4 separate regions of the Zea mays genome follow, and all the other regions are linked to region 1. Evidence: chromatin contacts called from public Hi-C data. All regions are on one chromosome and are shown on one strand. The core of a region is the stretch at or near the end of the contact, and the rest is flanking DNA. Distances in the headings are between cores, read along the strand shown.

What was found. A called contact is a pair of places that touch in the nucleus more often than the background predicts.
Region 2: a Hi-C map of endosperm shows a contact between it and region 1, with 4 times the contacts expected there. The contact joins the promoter of LOC107305677 here to the promoter of LOC100278796 in region 1. A contact is called at or near these places in 4 of 25 Hi-C or Micro-C datasets (bundle sheath, ear, endosperm and 1 more).
Region 3: a Hi-C map of ear shows a contact between it and region 1, with 2.3 times the contacts expected there. The contact joins the promoter of LOC100193043 here to the promoter of LOC100278796 in region 1. A contact is called at or near these places in 3 of 25 Hi-C or Micro-C datasets (bundle sheath, ear and endosperm).
Region 4: a contact with region 1 is called in a Hi-C map of leaf, with 7 times the contacts expected there. The contact joins the promoter of LOC100193919 here to the promoter of LOC100278796 in region 1. A contact is called at or near these places in 3 of 25 Hi-C or Micro-C datasets (ear, leaf and tassel).

Annotation. Positions count from the first base shown.
Region 1 is chr2:50,958,294-50,961,275 of Zm-B73-REFERENCE-NAM-5.0, forward strand. It overlaps LOC100278796 (acyl-coenzyme A thioesterase 13), which reads left to right and starts at 1,263. Exons shown (of 3, transcript XM_008671169.3): 1 at 1,263-1,725; 2 at 1,838-1,981. The coding sequence starts at 1,549.
Region 2 is chr2:50,662,739-50,665,785 of Zm-B73-REFERENCE-NAM-5.0, forward strand. LOC107305677 reads right to left here and starts at 1,595. Exons shown (of 1, transcript NM_001320797.1): 1 at 1-1,595. The coding sequence starts at 950.
Region 3 is chr2:50,611,888-50,614,780 of Zm-B73-REFERENCE-NAM-5.0, forward strand. LOC100193043 reads left to right here and starts at 1,566. Exons shown (of 5, transcript NM_001357854.2): 1 at 1,566-2,088; 2 at 2,332-2,649; 3 at 2,742-2,893. The coding sequence starts at 1,918. It overlaps LOC103646429, which reads left to right. Exons shown (of 7, transcript XM_008671166.4): 6 at 1-627; 7 at 760-1,153. The coding sequence ends at 957.
Region 4 is chr2:51,250,953-51,253,764 of Zm-B73-REFERENCE-NAM-5.0, forward strand. LOC100193919 (Tetrachloro-P-hydroquinone reductive dehalogenase) reads left to right here and starts at 1,299. Exons shown (of 3, transcript NM_001138991.1): 1 at 1,299-1,561; 2 at 2,105-2,315; 3 at 2,411-2,812. The coding sequence starts at 2,107.

The DNA of each region.
Region 1 (2,982 bases), core at 13-2,512:
GGGAACGATAGCAAAAGACTAAACATCCGATTATTATAGTACAAGGAATCCAATTGCAAGGTTTGACATACTAATTTTACAAAGCCCATTGTTCGGGATACCAGCAATCCAAAACAAACTCATCAGAAATATAGCCAATGTCTGTCTCAAGTTCTGACTCCTAAGCACCGCATGGCAACAATTTAGAAGAATGCAGTACTGAACTTTTGAACCCAATGCACTAGTTCGAATTATATGTATATTATTTTCTCCCTAAATGCTACATACAGAGGCATTCTAGGTTCAAGATACTTTGGACCCTCTCCAACCATTCACTGGACATCGCCCTCTCTCCCGTGCGTGTACGAAAACGATGAATTATTGTCCAGTGGTGCCCCCTCGCGAGAGGGAGAGCCTCTGCTCATGCCATGAAAGGGAAGTTCTAGGGGGCGTTTGGTTTAAGAAATCATTCCATCCAAAATGAGATGGTGCATCATGGATCTATTTCTCAAATTTGGTGGAATGATCTCAATCCTCATATTAGTACTAACTAATTAACTATGAAGAATGAGCTGGTGATGGATCAACTCATTCCAATCCACAAACCAAACAAAAAAGTAAGGAGTGATAAGATGATGGACTAGCTCATCACTCAAACCAAACACACTACTAGTCTCCCCTTTCATTAACCAGCGCATTTAATTATTAAATTAACTTTTTTCAAGTTTAATTACCCGATAATAATATGTATTATAATACTACAAATATGGTAGTATTTTTTTCAAAACTCTAAAAACTGATGTAAATATGTTAAGGTCGTCTCCAGCGGCTCCTATATCACATCCCCTATTGCATCCATGTTTCAAATTTTATTCTACAAATAGTATAATCTATAGTTTTAGATTTCACATTTTACATGATCCACCGAACGTAGCCTAAATAGATCAATTAAGGAGTAAGGTGAGCTGAATAGAGAGAATGGTTGGAGAGGATATGCAATATGGAAAATAGTTAAGGAGTATTTAAATATGAATAGAAAGTACGAACGTGAGGATTCGAGAGGAGGAATGGTTGGAGTTAGGCTTAGAAACTTGTAAGACTAATGCCTATGCTCAGTCAAAATAGCATTAAGTTCAGGTTCGATATCAATACAATTCATGGACAGTTTACATCTCATTAACTATGCAGATCGAGTTATTAGGTCCAAGAAAAATAGGTTAATAGCTACACTAAGGGCTAGTTTGGTAGTCTCAAGACCGGAGGACCGGAGGAGATTGAAGAGGCTAAAATCCATCTCTTATTCAAGATTGAATAAGGAGAGAATTTTAGCCTCTCTAATTCTCTCCGGGTTTTAGACTTCCAAACTAGCTCTAAGGTATTTCATTTATTATGCGCTGTTTAAATAGGATAATTAAGCGAGTGCTATGAGAATTGAGATGTTGTTTTGGCGGCGACGACAAAGGGCTAAAAAACAATCTTGCCGCTCCAACCAATTCGTCTTGGTTGCCGACACGGCACCTCGTCGGAATCAGGTGGCGCGACCTCCTCGCCGGCCGGCGCGACACCACCATGGGCCCGGAAGCAGTGCGGAAAAGCCTGGAGCCCACCGCAACCGCCGAGGAAATCACTGGCTCCACCCCTGCGCGGCTCCACTTCTACGACCCCTTCGTCCTCAGCGGCGTCCGTATCGAAGCCGCCGAGCACGGCCGCCTCCTCTGCTCTTTCGTCGTCACCCCTCGCCTCGCGGTAAGCCTCGCACTCCCCTCCCTTTGCGACCTCGGTTTGAGATGGTGGCGACTGAGTGACTGACGAAACATATGAGCTTGCCTACTTGGTTCGATCTGTGGTGCCCTTGCAGAGTCCCGTGGGATACCTCCGCAGCGGTGTCACAGCGACGCTCGCCGACCAGCTGGGATCGGCTGTGTTCTTCTGCAGTGGGATCCCCAGCAGCGGGGTCTCCATCGAGATCAGCGTCTCCTTTGTCGACTCGGCTGCCGTCGGGGTAAGACCCTCTCTCTTGGATCACATTTCATGTTGTCTTCGATTATGGTATAAAAAAAAGTAGCTCGTGTGGAGATCGGAATCTATGATTGAACTGGATCGATTTTGCACTTGCTAGCGCTAGAGCTAGGCAATTGGGGAAAATCCCTTTTTTTGCTGAAGAAAATGGCATTCACTGCAAGTAATTGCTAAGGTGTGTAGTTTGTATTAAAATGAGGCTGCGTCGAGGTTTTAGCATGTTTTAGGCGAATGCCAGATTGATATGCTGTGGTTTGTCTCCTAAATTGCATCTGTCCATGATTGGTACAATTCGACTGTTTGCTTTCGTGCATGGATTTCTGGCTGTCAGAAACTGTGTCCAAGTTGTTATAGGACTGCACCTCAGGGATCTTCTCTATACTGGATACTAGTCAGTATTGTGAAGTTGGCGGATGAGTAGGACTGTAGGAGTGAGTTGGGGACGCTGAAATTTGCTTCCAGTTTGATGGAAGTTGTTAGATTTCTGCTTTTATTGTTTTCTGGCATTCTGAAATAAGTTATTAGCTTACCTGTCTAGTAGAGGCCAGAGCCCATAGCCCAGACTGTACATTTTGTGGTAATTAATGATGGTACAGCTTCAATAGTGACCTTGCTTCCTCCACCAACATTATGGAGTGGTGGTAAGCCGCGACTTCCCCACTACCAAAAAATCAGAAGCGCACATTCAACGGCATCGTGATTTACACAATGTGGAACCTCTCGAAGGAGAGAAATTGTAGGATTTTCGAAAGCGTCGCCCTTCCCCGGTCCAATTCGCCTTAAGAATTAAAGAAGATGTTTCACAATTTAGATGGGCTTTACTTTTCATGTAATTTTCATACAGCTGCTTCCTGCTAGCCTGGAGCTATTAGTGTGTGGGGCTTAGCCTCCCGTTGAGTGTGCTCGAGTGTGGCTTGTCCGGTCTCAGACTGTTGTTTGTTCCCTTTAAACTCTTTCCCCTTAATTGATGGGCAGAGCTCCTAC
Region 2 (3,047 bases), core at 345-2,844, 300 kb before region 1:
CGCCCTGCCTCGGACGCGGCGAGCGCCTCCAGCGCCGCGAGCGCGCTCCACGCCGCGGCGCCACGGCCCTTGCCCGCCGACGCCCACGCCAGGCAGCCGAGGAGCGCGGGGACGGCGCCGTGGTGGACGGCGCTGCCGCGCGCGGGCTCGGCCGCGCAGCAGATCGCGGCCACCGCGCGCACCGCGGCGACCGAGACGCGCTCGTCGTCGTGCCGAAGCAGCGGCAGAAGCGCCTGCCACACCCGCGGCGACGCGGCGGCGGCGAGCGCCAGGTCCCGCGTCGCGGCGGCCGTGGCGATCGTCTCCAGGAGGCGGCACAGGCCCGCCTTGGCCGCGGCGGGGCCGCGCGCGAGGAGCCCGACGAAGGACGTGAGGCTGGCCTCCGTCTTGAGCATGTTGAGGCAGCCGTGCTGCGGCGAGGCCGGGCTCGACGGCAGGAGGGTGAGCGCGCACTGCAGCGCAAGCCCCTCCTGCTCGGACAGGTCCCGCGTCGTGGGCGCGTGGAAGACGAGCTGCAGCAGCACGGGGAGGAAGCCCAGCTGGAGCATGCACGCGCGGCCGACGTCCGACTCGGAGGCCAGCGCGACGCCCTTCTTGAGCGCGGCCACCTTGGCGCCGCTGCCGGCGCCGGACTGGAGGCAGCGCTTGAGCGCCGCGAGCGACGGCTCCTCCGCGTTGTCGTCGCTGGTGGCGGCGGCGGCGGCGGGCGTCGTCGCGTCGGAGATCTGGTGGTCGGCGGACAGCCAGCGCTCGATGAGGTGGCGCAGGGTGCGGTTGGGCACGAGCGCGGCGTCGCCGAGCGGCTGCATTGTGACCGGGCACGTGCGGTGGCCGGCGGCGAGCCAGCGCTCGATGCAGGGGCGGTCGTACGTCTGCCCCGTGCACAGCGTCACCGGGTCCGTGAAGATGTCCAGGCTGATGGGGCACCGGAACAGGTGCGGGATGCTCATCTTGCGCGCGCGCACCACCAGTCGTCCACCACCACGGACCGGATCAACGAGATGCAATAATAAAGAAACGCCCAGCAGGTATCATGCTTCTCGCTGCCGCGATCTAAGATGGCAAGATCCAGATCAAGAGCCAGCACCGACACCAGCTGCTGCCTGCTGAGCAACTCACAAACAGGGCGGCGAGAATGCAGCGCGCGGTACCAGAAAATCTCTCTCGATATTGCCTCGAGCACTCACTCCCATTCCCATGCATGATGCATCATCCCCATCAAGGACCGATGATCCATGGCGACGCGACGGCGACGTAACAGGTGACGGAGGTGACTGCAGCAGAGTTACTGCGCGCGCTGTGGTCAGCCGCTGTGGCTGTAACGAGTACTAGTAGTTGAAGTTGCTGCAGGTGAGGTGATGGCCATAAAGCCGGCCGAAACAGCAGGAGCTGCCGCGATGTACTAGTAGTTGAAGTTGCTGCACACGAGATGGACTAGGCACGCAGGCAGGCTACTGTGCTGGCTGGATGTGTATGGGCTCTCCTCGATCGAAGAAGAGAGAGAGAGAGAGAGAATGGAGTGGCGAGATGGAATGGAACGAGGCGAGGGAGGGGCAAGTGAGAAGAGGGGCCAGAGGGGGCGTGTGCTTTGCTTCACGCTCCATGCGTCGAGCCGCATCGTGGTTGCAGGAAGAAGATAAAGGCAAAGGTGGAGCGAGCCCGAGCGGGCGGTCCTGGAAAGGGAAAGGTCTAGTGATTGGACGACCGGAGCAGAGGCCAGAGGGAGTGCGGGGAAAAAGTTGGCGGCCTGAAAGCGTGGGGACAGTCAGAGTTGGGGGATCGGTTTGGAACGCAATTCGCAACTGCTGCTTGCTTGCATGATGCATTGACAGGAGAGAGGCAGGCTGCCTGCTCTTCCTAAACGCGATTTGCAATGCTCCTCCCCCTTCTCCCACAGAGCAGCAGGTTTGCAAAAAAAAAAAATATATATTGTAAGGACCCGAATTATGAGCTGCCAACTCGCCGAGTAAAAAAGAGACATGCCTTTGGGCTAGGTGCTGATCGTGATCCGAATATAATTCTATGTGAGTCAGTACGAAAAAGGGAGATGCTTGCTGATGCAGAGAGCGTGATCATGTGGTTGCAGGTAGTGTTTGAGCTGCGTGCATGCATCGACAAGATCATGCATGCATCCAAAAGTCGGGAAAGAAACGTGAACATGTAACTTGTATCGTCTCTTCTTCTCTACGGTGCGCGGATTGTTTGCATGCGAGGTTTTCCATGCAAAAGATGGGCAGCTGATTGATTTGCTCCGCCCGTCTTCAGTTCTGTACTTTTAGGGCATCTGTACTTTAGGGCATGTACAATCATAAGATATATTGTAATTACAATTAGGTGGGCCAAAAAAGTCTGGCTATAATCTATATCAGATCAAATTCCCTCTTTTTTTATTTAAGACATTTAATACAATGAAAAATTAAAGCACGATTCCCCATAGAAATATGTACATAAGGGGGATATGTAGTTTCCCTCTATATAGATTAGGAAAACATTTATTCTTATTCTATTTTATTATGCCATTCAAAATAATAGGGGATAACGATTTAAGAGTCGTTCACTACTGCAATTCAAAAAAATAATTTTATTATATTATAGTTAATTATATTAATATATTATAGTTAATGGTTCTAATTTATTCTGATTTTTGCATCCTACCACTAGAAATCCACTTTTTCTTCTTTTTCAGTCGGTTTTCTAAGTATAAGAGACGACTAAGTGACTATATGATATAATTCTGAGATCCTGAGACATAAATACAGATAAGAGACGTAGTGTATCGAAAGTCGTGAAGATTTGAGCTCTTCGTAAAGAGCTCGTCTCTTGTATCTTTTTACTTAGCCATTAGAGACCCTTCAAAGGACTCCGTATTAAATGGGGTTGTACATGACCTTAGTTTTACATTTAGAAAAAAAAACTGGCGGACTTTAAATACACTTTTTAGGAAAACGTGCCAACCTTCTAGTATAGGTTCTGAGCAAACGCATTGCCAAGGCACATTTCTTCTATGAAGGATTTAATAAAAAAAAACAAATTTGGCATCGGAGATG
Region 3 (2,893 bases), core at 316-2,815, 350 kb before region 1:
CTTCACGACCGCCTCTTCAGCAGACGCAGCAGCCGTCACTTGCCGTGGAGAATTCGTGCACGCATCGTCGCCGAGATCTCAGACGCGCTGCTGTTCTTGCATTCCTGTAAGCCTCAGACGATCGTACACGGCAACTTGAAACTCGAGAACATCCTTCTAGATACCGAATGCCATTGCAAGATAGCCGATTTCGGTATCTCTCGGCTATTCACAGGCGACGTGAAGGATTACCCGTCGGGGGGTTCTGAGCCTCCGGAAGGGTCTTTTCCCTACGCAGATCCGGAGTACATGAGAAGCAAAGTGTTGACACCCAAGTCTGACGTATACTGCTTCGGAACCGTGATACTCCAGCTACTGACCGGAAGACAGGAGCCTGCACGGCGGCTTGCTGGTGAAGTAAGGTGTGCCATGGCTTGTGGCAAGCTATCGTCAATTCTCGACCCTGCTGCTGGGCATTGGCCTATGGAGGTGGCCGGAAGGCTAGCGGAACTGGGCCTGAGGTGCAGTGAGGACAGAAGCCGGGATCGCCCAGACCTGACTGCTGAGACCGTACGAGAGCTGGAACAGCTACACTTGACGAGGGAGGAGGAACAAGCACCCTCCTCTTTCCTGTGCCCGATTATGCAGGCAAGTACCATCGTCTTGCACCATTGTTAACTAGGGAAACGGGTATGGGGGTTGGATCGATGTGAATTGTGATGATGACAAGAAACTCGGTGCGTTTCTTTTATTCTTTCCCTCTTCTGTTTTGGCTTGCAGGAGATAATGCATGATCCTCAGGTGTGCGCTGCTGATGGGGTGACCTACGAAGGGCGGGCGATCCGTGAGCGGATGGAGTTGGAGACTGGGCAGGGGACAGCGCCTCTGAACAACCTGAAACTGGAGCATCTCAGTCTCACACCTAACCACGCCCTTCGGTTCGCTATCCAGGATTGGCTTCGTCGCTCTCGCCGATGAAACTTTTTGCCTGGCGTTTCTTTTGGGTTTTCGACCTGTACAGATTTCACGTGTAAAGGGGTATAGCATATCTGCATATGAATAATTTGAATAGCTGTTCTAAGGTTTTGTCTGTACTTCATGAAATGTATCAGGATGCATGTACGCGGCAATGCAGCTTCAGGATCGATCGCATAAATCTTAAAATAATACTGTCTATGCCATGTCCAACCATCTCTCTAATCTCATCTTTTATTTTAAAATTTCTCTCTATAAATAATACTGTCTATGCCATGTGTTGGATGTGGCTACAGTGGACAAATGTTACAAACTCATAAAGTCCACATGAGAAACTGGGAACTCAGAGATAAGATGTTACACTGTAAGGTCTACAACTCTACATGGAGAGGTATATGGTAGGGAAAAATGTGAAGTGGAAGTTAGTTATTTTTGTGTTATGGCTGTGTTTTCTGAAAATGATAATTAGTGACGTGGTAGTTAGCTATGGATTTAAAAAAACGAAGGAATTCCAAAAGTGATTTAAAACAAGGAATAATTGGATCTATACCATTAAAAGATCCAATCTTTAGATATATACCATGGACCCCACATGTCATTGACTCATGTGGACCCACATGTAAGTGAGATAGTAATGGTATGGATCCAAAGTGGTGATCTTTTAATGGTATGGATCCAAATTTCCCTTAAAACAAACAACACAGTTTCCCGAATCATTGTTTTGGGCCTTGGTGGGCTCTCTACTTTCTGCCTTCCGGCGGTTTCCTTTCATCCTCGTGTTGACCTAGCCAATTTCTTCGACCGAACGAAAACACAGCCGTCGTCGCCGTCCCGCCCGCCCACGGCCGCCGCCGCCGCCAGCTGCCGTTTCCCAAAAGCGAGCGAACGGCAAACCAAATAAAAACTCCTCGAACTACCGGCTTCTACTAAAACCCTCGACGTCGGCAGCGCGGCGTCGGCGAGATGAAGAACCTGCGCCTTGTGACGAGGCTCCCGCAGCAGCTCCAGCTCCAGATAGACGGCGAAACCCTCGTCGCCTCCGCCATCGACGCAGAGAGCCGCCGCGCTTTCTTCGCTTCCTCCGCCAACTTCATCTACACCGTCTCACTGCCCTCGTCCTCCACCCAGGAACAGGTCTCCAATTCCACCCCATCCCCTGCTGATCAAGACGAGTTTTTTTTTCCTTGCTTCTTTGTTTCTTTCACTGTGTCTACGCTAGAAAGCCAGCAAGCAACACTTACTAAAATATTGCTGTATTCTTGTATAGCCAATGGTTTAATTTTTTCAGTCCAGGAAAAAAAGTTCGCTATGCCAACAACTTCATCTTGTAGCTTTCCAGGTTGTGCTGACTATCTTGCTTTCGTACCACTTCTGCAGCAACTACTGCAATGGAGCAAAACTGCTACTCAACACTCTGACATGGAGGAGGTTGTTCTTGATCCTGGAGATCGCATTGTTGCCATGGATTATCTTATGGAGAGGGAGTCTCTACTCCTTGGGTCGTCAGATGGTTGTCTTCTCTTATATAACGTGGAGGAGAAAACAACTGAAGTTGTCGGAAGACTGGAAGGTGGTGTCAACACCATTGCCTCTAGCCCCGATGGGGCCCTTCTCTCTGTCACCACTGGACTCGGCCAACTGCTTGTCATCACACAGGACTGGGAAGTGCTGTTTGAGACTTCACTTGACCCTCAAGTATGTTTAATATACTAAAGTCTTACTGAATATACACGTTCTTTTTGTGTGTGTTTGTGTTCTCTCCCAATTCTAAACATCCTTCTTCTCAGGACGAGACCATTGACAACACAGACAGTACCGGTGGTCAGAGTCGAAGTGCAATTTCTTGGCGAGGGGATGGGAAGTATTTCGCTACACTTGTAGCCCCTGAGAGCTTTTCTAGCCCTACAAAACTTAATGTCTGGGAACGTGAATCGGGAAA
Region 4 (2,812 bases), core at 49-2,548, 290 kb after region 1:
ATATATATATATATACACGGCGGCACTAAAATGCACCTGGGTGCATTCTCTATATTGAATGCACCCAGGGTGCAATAACACTCCGAGCACGCCTCCCCATAAGAGCACGCCCTTGGCCCTTCTGTACGCGCGCCTTCCTGCCTCCCGCCGTGAGTATCCTCTAATTGAAAACTTGAGTCTCTGTTTTTACTCCTTGATTACCATTGCATGCTGTGTTGTTACTCCAGTTGCAACGTTTGTTGCCTGTTGATTGCAACTATGGGTATCCACTAATTGCAAACTCATGATTGCGTGTTATTCTGTAGGATGCAAACATACTTGATGTGTTTGTCCCCAGGGTGCGGCAAACATTTGATACAAGGGAAGAAGCCTACCTCTTTTACCTTGACTATGCAAAGTTGGCTGGTTTTAGTGTCAGGACAAAGAGGTGTAATTGCAACTGCTGGTGTGGTGTGATTGCAACCCCGCATTAGGTGTGATTGCAACTGCTGTATAATTCTACCCAAATATCCGTTAAAAATGTAAACAAAATGATTGCAACTGCTGGTGTGTTGTAATTGCAACTACTTGTGTGGTGTGATTGCAACTGCTGAGTTGCTCTGATGTGATTGCAAGTACTGAATAACTCTGGGAAATTTTGTTAAAAAATATGATTGCAACTGTTGGTCTAGTATAATTGCAACTGTTGGTCTGGTGTGATTGCAACTTCTATATAACTAGATGCAACTGCTGGTCTGGTTCGAAAATTGTAGCATTCTGTCGGGAGCGTGCGGGAGGGACGAAGACGAAGCGTCGGTTCGGCCTGGGTGGGGCGGTTGGCTCGGACCAGGTGCTCCTGGCGCGTAGGTTCGGCCTGGGTGCATTCTCTATATTGAATGCACCCAGGTGTAATATATAAATACAGTGTATATATATATATATATAAGTTTTATATTTTTATTGAATATAGATCTGAAACCCGATAAAAACTGAAAACGAATTTAAATACATTTATTTAGTACATACTCTCTCCGTTTCGTTTTAGTTGTCGCTGAATAGTGCAAAATTAAATTATTCAGCGACAACTAAAAAGAAACGGTGCGAGTACATTAGAAATAAATATGAATATAGATATCTATATTACAAGTTTTTACAAATTCTGCCTCGCTGGCCACGCTGCGGAAGGAAAAAAAACGCGAACCCGGGCGAGCCGTGGTCGGCGGCGAGTTCCCTTTCCCGGGGGCCCGCAGCGAGGTGTCTTGGATAGCCCAACCTCTCCCCAGGTCACCGACCAGGCAGGGAGGTGTCGTTGCGATTGCGAGGACGCACGCAAAATGGAAGAAGCTTTTGCATCGACCCAGGCCGTGAAAAGGTGCCAGTGAGGACGAATCCAACCACACGCCCCCACTCGCTTGAAACTGCCGCAGAGCCCCGCAAAGGCAACGACTGAAACTGCTCCGGCGACTACGAGCGCACCTAAACCCCGCCTGCGTCTCGTCGCCGAGAAGAATCTTCGCCTTCGCGAAGCCTCTCCATCTCCCCTCTCCGCCGCCGCCGCCGCTTCCTCGCCGGGACTCGGGAGGTACGCTCTTCAGGTCCTGTATCCGGTTGTGTGTGGCGTTGCGCGATTGCGGTAGTTCGGTTGTCCTGTAGCTGTAGTGCTATAAGACCAATTGCGAGATCAGAGAAGTGCGGTTTTCTTCCCCTTTTCACCTCTCCTTGTAGCCAGTACACAGAGGGATTGTTCCCCCCTTGATTCTCATAATAATTCATGGCTGTTATAGTAGGGCTCGCCAGCTTTGCAATCTAAAGCCGGTGCCAATTAACGATTGCTACTATTTTTTTTCATTAGGACTGACACAAACAGATGTACTTGTGCCTGGGTACCCATCTTACCATTCCACAAATAAACTGTGGATAAAAATATACAGAGCAAACGAACAAACTTCCTGTTTATTTTGTTGTTATTTTTATTGCAATATATATTTCGATCCCAGACAGTAATTGACTCTGATGAGTTGCAAGTTTCTCCATAATATTCGAGGATCTGGACAGGAAAAGTATGATTGTCACGAGGAATTGATACTAAGTTACTAACCGCATCTTTATTTTGCTGCTAATACAGCAATGCAGCTGTACCACCACCCCTATTCGCTGGACAGCCAGAAGGTACGGATGGCGCTGGAAGAGAAGGGCATTGACTACACATCTTATCACGTCAATCCACTCACCGGCAAAAACATGAATGTGGACTTCTTTCGCATGAACCCTTCCGCGAAGCTCCCTGTCTTCCAGAATGGAGCGCATGTCATCTATCGCGCTATCGATATTATTCAGTACGCCCCTTCTTTTTTATGTATTGGAAATATCTGAAACTTGGCATTCTTCTATTGTTGTTGCTAATGTTTATATGCACTTTGCATTGTCATAGGTACATAGACAGACTTGCAGTGCATTTAAGTGGTGAAATCCCCCCTGTGAACACTGAGGTCCACCAATGGATGCAGAAAGTTGATGCTTGGAACCCTGAGATGTTCACCCTCACGCACACCCCGGCCAAGCACCGTGCGTTTGTCTCCAAGTTCATAAGGCGGGTGCTGATTGCTCGCATGGCTCAAGCCCCTGATTTAGCCAGCATGTATCATGTCAAGCTCCGTGAGGCTTACGAGACGGATGATAAAGTGAAGGACCCTGACATCATGAAGCAAAGCGAGGAAGAACTAAGCAAACTCCTTGATGATGTCGAAGCTCAGCTCGGCAAGACCAAATATCTCGCTGGCGATGAATTCTCACCTGCTGATTCGATGTTTGTCCCTGTTCTTGCGCGCATAAC